Linked DNA regions of Mus musculus: region 2 is linked to region 1. A link is a contact called in public Hi-C data. All regions are on one chromosome and are shown on one strand. The core of a region is the stretch at or near the end of the contact, and the rest is flanking DNA. Distances in the headings are between cores, read along the strand shown. Region 1 overlaps Gm51562 (a long non-coding RNA gene). Region 2 has its middle 7.1 kb from the start of Spaca7.

The links. A called contact is a pair of places that touch in the nucleus more often than the background predicts.
Region 2: a Hi-C map of ganglionic eminence shows a contact between it and region 1, with 2.3 times the contacts expected there. The contact joins two enhancer-like sites. A contact is called at or near these places in 12 of 39 promoter capture datasets (the 3T3-L1 cell line, 3T3-L1-derived adipocytes, the HPC-7 cell line and 6 more), 5 of 484 Hi-C or Micro-C datasets (cerebral cortex, embryonic stem cells, ganglionic eminence and 2 more) and 3 of 115 datasets of contacts at active chromatin or transcription factors (astrocytes, embryonic basal ganglia and kidney).

The regions. Positions count from the first base shown.
Region 1 is chr8:12,326,085-12,329,032 of GRCm38.p6, reverse strand. Gm51562 (a long non-coding RNA gene) reads left to right here. Exons shown (of 3, transcript XR_003947512.1): 3 at 280-789. Among named protein-coding and RNA genes, the nearest start is that of Gm51562, 4.9 kb to the left of the region's middle. Within about 2 kb of position 1,667, at least 25 of the 459 cell types and tissues checked have an H3K27ac peak or open chromatin away from gene starts, as enhancers often do. A contact at or near this core is called in embryonic basal ganglia and ganglionic eminence, where this site is marked.
Region 2 is chr8:12,564,476-12,567,334 of GRCm38.p6, reverse strand. No RefSeq gene overlaps it. Among named protein-coding and RNA genes, the nearest start is that of Spaca7, 7.1 kb to the left of the region's middle. Within about 2 kb of position 1,559, at least 38 of the 459 cell types and tissues checked have an H3K27ac peak or open chromatin away from gene starts, as enhancers often do. A contact at or near this core is called in embryonic basal ganglia and ganglionic eminence, where this site is marked.

The DNA of each region.
Region 1 (2,948 bases), core at 418-2,917:
TGTTGAGGGTGACCCAGTGAAAATGGACTAAGTCAGAGAAGATCACAAGAGTCAGGGAAATGGCATGCACTTTATAAATTTAGGTTTTACATTTTGGATCTTTTCTCTAAAAACAATATTTATGCATTGTCCCTTGATTTTTTTTTTTATATTCAGAAAATACGTTACAATTTTCCTTGTATATGAAAGCCCTGTATTTTATAAGCAGTAACTTCATCGGCCCCAGCTCAGTTCAGGGAATGCTGCACTTTAATTTCAATGTCTTCCTTCATGACACAGGAGGTAGCCTCAATCACAGCTCTGCCACATCTTTGCGCATGCGTCCCAGGCAGGAAGGGGTGTTTTCAGGAGCCCTGCCCACAACGGAGCTTCAAGGCCTCTGATGAACACTGGGGATGGAGGATGCAGCACCGTGGGACTCACTTGCTATCATCATGACAACAGGCAGGATGGTCGCCTTCTGATGGAGCTCAGGGACTTTTGAGATGGTTACTGCATGCCAATCTCTATAAACGACACACATGCACTGAGAAGAATAACTCCTTTTAGTCCGCACATGGATTTTTTTCAAAATATAAGACTGCTCCCTCCTCTTCCATTTCAAGATGGGTGTGTTTCCCCAGACTTGGAGAAGGAGAAGAGCTGCCCCCATCCTTTATCTGGCGAGGAGACCCAGGCGGCTGAGATCCAAACCATGTGCAGGGTGACAACAGTTAAGTCTGCACGGGGCCGCGTGGCTGCTCAGAGCCGAGAGTAGAAAGTGTAGTTCCAGGGTCTAATCCGACCGATCCGCTGTGTTCTTTGCAAAAGGTTGCGAGGCCTTGGCCTAATAAGCATAATCTCATTACACTGCAAATAAAAGTTTCCTATTTATCTCCAGATTTCAAATGAATCTAATAAGGCTTATGATACAGTCACCCAATACCCTAATCATATTTCTGCCTATCTAAAAGCAATCAGTAATTGTGTTACGGCAGAACGTGCTGACAATACCTCTGACACAGAGAGGAGAATGAGAGCCCAGCTGTACTAATTAAATTAAATGCTGGGCTGATGGAATACATTTGCCTCAGCCGGGAGCATGGGCGCAGAATTAATAAGCATTACAGCTCTGAGCGGGAGATGGTATCATAATGGAAGCGAGGTTTTGATGTGGAGAGCCCCATTCAGATTCAATGCACCATCATGCACAGCGGTGACAGCTGCTTAGAGAGGTGCGGAGCCTCAGACAAATTGCACAGGAACTTTGTCGTCTGCATGTTCCTCACCGAGGAGCAAGGCAGGCTGCATCGCTGTGCAGCCTGAGACCCACCCTGGCCAGCTCCTGTAGGTAGTTGCAGCCCCCAGTCTTCCCCTTTCCCAGCATGCCTGTTCTCACAACATACAGTGAGCCTCTGACCTCTTCATGAGCACTCTGTGCCCACCTTCTACCTCAGATGGCAAACACCACCCCGGGATCTTAGGCAGATGGAGTTGGGTCAGTTTTTGAAAGGCGTTGCCCCTCATCCTTTCCTGCAAGCCAGGGAGGGCCCCAAGGAACGAGCTGTACAAGGGTCACTCATGCTGTGGGTCACTGGAACCCAATGATATCCCTAGCTGATGGCTCTCCATCAAGCAAGGACCGCCCTCCGTTGCTGGACCCAGCCTGCTTTGCCAGCACAGCCCAATCCCTCGCTCATAAATTAGCTGCGCTATCTTGCCGGCTGCAGTGTGGAGCTGCCGTGCCAGCCGGCCCAGGCTGCGTTCATTATCATGAGGATTTTGACAGGATATTAAATTTACTAATCCTGAACTTGCCGAACTGACCCCTCACTGGGAACAGACAATGCTGGTGTCTGCCTGTGCGATGCTTTCTGTTTTCTCTCTCCCTTCTGCCTCGTTTCTCCAAGGATACCACACGTGCTCCTGTCCTTGCAACTCAAGCCTCCCTCAGGTGCACAGGGCCACACACGCTACCAGTATCAGCTGCCAGCCCATTTCCCTGCTGTGCAGATTCCTTCCTGATTCCTTGCTTGCCACAGGTGACCAAACACGGAGCTGCCACATCCTACCCTACTTGTGCACATAGATGTGCACATAGATGACAGAGCATCCATGAATCAGACACCTGGGCACCACTGTTAAACTATGGCTTTCTGGGCAGGCTTGATGCTCTAGCCTTCACTATTGTAGCTTTGACACAGATAAACTAGCATGCTTGCCACAGGTTAGCTCCCACCCCCACATATGTATACCCCATAATCATGCCTATACACAAAGTCATGTGCCCTCCTGTACTCATATTCATATTCCACATGCACACTCATGCAAATGCCTATGTATATGCTCACATACACAATACAAGCACATCACACATATCACACACACACGGACACATGCATGCTCAAACACTATATACAACACAAACACCACACATACATATCCATATACACACTAACATACATTCATACACAAACACATCACACACATATTCACATTCTCCCATATAAAAATGTAAATATATCACACACATCATAATATATATATATTCATTCCTACATGAACATACACATGTATCTATACAACATGTATCATAGCTACATATGTATACCCACATACACACACTTTCACATTCACATATAATACATGTCACATACATCAACCCAACATGTATATTCCCTCAATTTTCACATACATGTACATAAAATATATACATACATCACAATCAGACACATACCCACACACTGTCATATATACATATGCAACATATACCACACACTTCACACCACATATGTATATAGTTATACCCACTTATAACACATGCTTATGTATGTGTACACATATCATGGTTACATGTATCTAACACATACATACTCATCTATACTTTGTGTGCAGAGACTCCTCATATACATGCATACACATGACTCACACACATGTACACACAGAGGCACAGAAACACACATCAAACT
Region 2 (2,859 bases), core at 310-2,809, 240 kb before region 1:
TTTAGTTTTCTTATATGTATTTATATATGTGCATGTGTGTGTATGTGTGCACACATATGTGAAAGCCAGAAACTGACACCAAGTGTTCTCCATGACTCTACTTTCTTTTGATGAGACAGGGTCTCTTACTAAACCTGAGCCTCAGTGCTTTGTCCAGACAGACCAGAGACCCCCCCCCCCCCCGGAACCTCCTATCCCTGCTTCTCCATGTGGAGACCATAGAGGATTGCCTGGGGGTGGGCTGCCTTTTACTGTGGGGCTGGGGTGGGGGTTGGGGGTGGGATGGGGGTTTGGAGTGGTGGGGGGTTGGGAGGGGAGGGAACTGAACTCCGGGCTGCTTGCTTTTGCTGCAAGTGCTTAGCTGACTGAGCCATCTCCCCAGTCCCTAGTTTTGAGTTTCGTTTGTTTTGGTGTGTGTGTGTGTGTGTGTGTGTGTGTGTGTTTTCAGAACCTCGCTGATGAGGAGGACAAGCAGAGTTCAAGCAGCTGATGGTAACGCGCTCACTCAGAGCTTCGGCTGACAGAGCTTCAGCACTCCTCCCAGCCCTACAGCTGTGGGGAGCAGGACATAGCATGCTCGCCCCTCAGATGTCCTCTGTGGGACACAGCATCTACGCAGAGTGCCAGGCCTCCAGTTATTGGGTCTAATAGTGACTAAGGATTAAAACTGGAAAGCTGTGGAGATATCTCAGCTGATAAAGTGCTTGCTGTGCAAGCACAGGGGCCTGAATTTTGTCCACCAGAACCCACTCTTAAAAAGCTGGGCGTGGCAGTGGGAGCCTGTAATTGATCTCAAGGCTTGTAAGCTTAGTGGCAAGCAGATGCTGGGGACTTGCCGGCTGGCTGGCCTCTTGTGATTGGTGATCCGAGCTCCTAGTCGAAGACCCTGTCTCAAAACAACAATAAAAGTGAAAGTTGCCTAAGACCCTACATCCAATATTGACCTCTGGCCTATACACACACATGTACATGTGCATACAAACACACACACACACACACACACACACACACACACACACACGCACATGCACACGCACGCGCACGCATGCATATGCATAGGTGCACTTGCATGCACAAGAACACACATACATGCACACTTACTGTGGCACATTTTAATTAAAATATATATATATGTGTATGTGTGTGAACCTGGGTGAGTTTATAAACAGTAAGGTCCCCAGGAAGCAGGAAACGGATCAGATCTCTTGGAACTGGAGTACCAGATGGTCACACGGCTGTGAGCTGCCCAGTGTAGATGCTAAGAGGGAAATCTGGGTCCTCTACAAGCGCAGCAAGCAGTTCTTAGCTGCTGAGCCATCTCTCCAGCCCCCAAAGAATATTTTATATTTTGAAGCCTAGCCTTCAATGGCTGAGCCATATATCCAGCCCTCCAAAGAATATTAAAAAAAAAAAATCCACAGTGTTAGCTTAGAAGCCTCAGAGGGTTTTCTTTATCCCAACACCTAACAGTTTTCTGGACAGGCAGATCTGGCAGTGACTGGTCCGGGGTGGCTACCCTTCCTGGGGCTCATGGCCACGGAGGCAAAGTTCCGGGCCTCCACAGGGCAGAGGAGGGTGAGCAGCTGCCGAGAGCCTCTCCCTGCCAGACTGCTCTGTGGAGGGGGATAGTGTTGGCAAATGACAAAGAAGAGAAAATTGGTGTTACACCCCATAGTTAACGTGACAACACGCAGCTAACGAGCACTCAGCGATCCCCCCTGCTCATTTCTGTCACCCCCTTTGAGAACGTCACTTGTTTTATACTTAGCCTTACAGTGTAGGATTAGCTTTCGGCTAAAGTGAATTAGTCAGGGTTCTTTAAAACTCAGAACAAAGGTGCTGGAAACGTGGGGCGAAGGGGGTGCTGAGCTGTGTGCTCCTGCAGGCCGAGCCTCGCCAGCAGATGGGAACTTAGACTGAGGGATGTCAACTGGGACTAAAGTTTTATGTTACCCATAGACCTTCACCTTACACATAATGCATCTTTCTTCCTGAAGTCATTTTAAGAGGGATGCCAAGGTTGTTGAAGTTCTCAAGGCATAAAGATCCCAACCCCAGAGAAAGAACAGTTTTCAAAACATCTTACATTTCAAATCACAGAGAGCCAGTTGTTTGTCATATACACAGATTTGGAGAGACACATGAATTCATACATACACAGGCTCATGTATTCACAACACATATATACATGTACATGCACACACTTGAACATACATGTACATATACACATGAACATACATGTATACTTACACATGTACACTCACACGTGCATATGCACACATGAACATACATGTACATATACACATGTACATTCACACATGCAGATGCACACACATGAGCATACATGTACATATATACACATGTACATTCACACATGCATGGGCACGAATGTGCATATACATTCATAATACATATACACATGTGCACACATGATTGCACATATATGTACATACTCACATATGTACTCTGTACTCATGCATGTCACAGGCACACATACACACAAATGTAGATTTCATATCCTTCTTTTTTTGCCTGGCATATCATTTCTTTCATATTCCCTCCCCAGCTCTTTTCTGCTCCTCATGTGATTTACCCAACTCCAAGGTTACAGGAAAAAGGTAGAATCTTTCCCCCTACAGGTCAGAGATTGTTTCTGGTTCCTCAAATGTCCCATAGGGAAGCTTGGGAAAGTTTGCTCTGCCAACTGATTCAACCTCGTGGTGAATAGAATGCTTTGTAGGGGTCAGCTGCCCTGGTTCCTGCTGACTGGAGTGCAAACTCAGCAGCGATTCTGCAGTTCACAGAACCAACCATAGATGTCGACACAGTACACAGCTCCTTGGAAAGCATTGGCTCAGA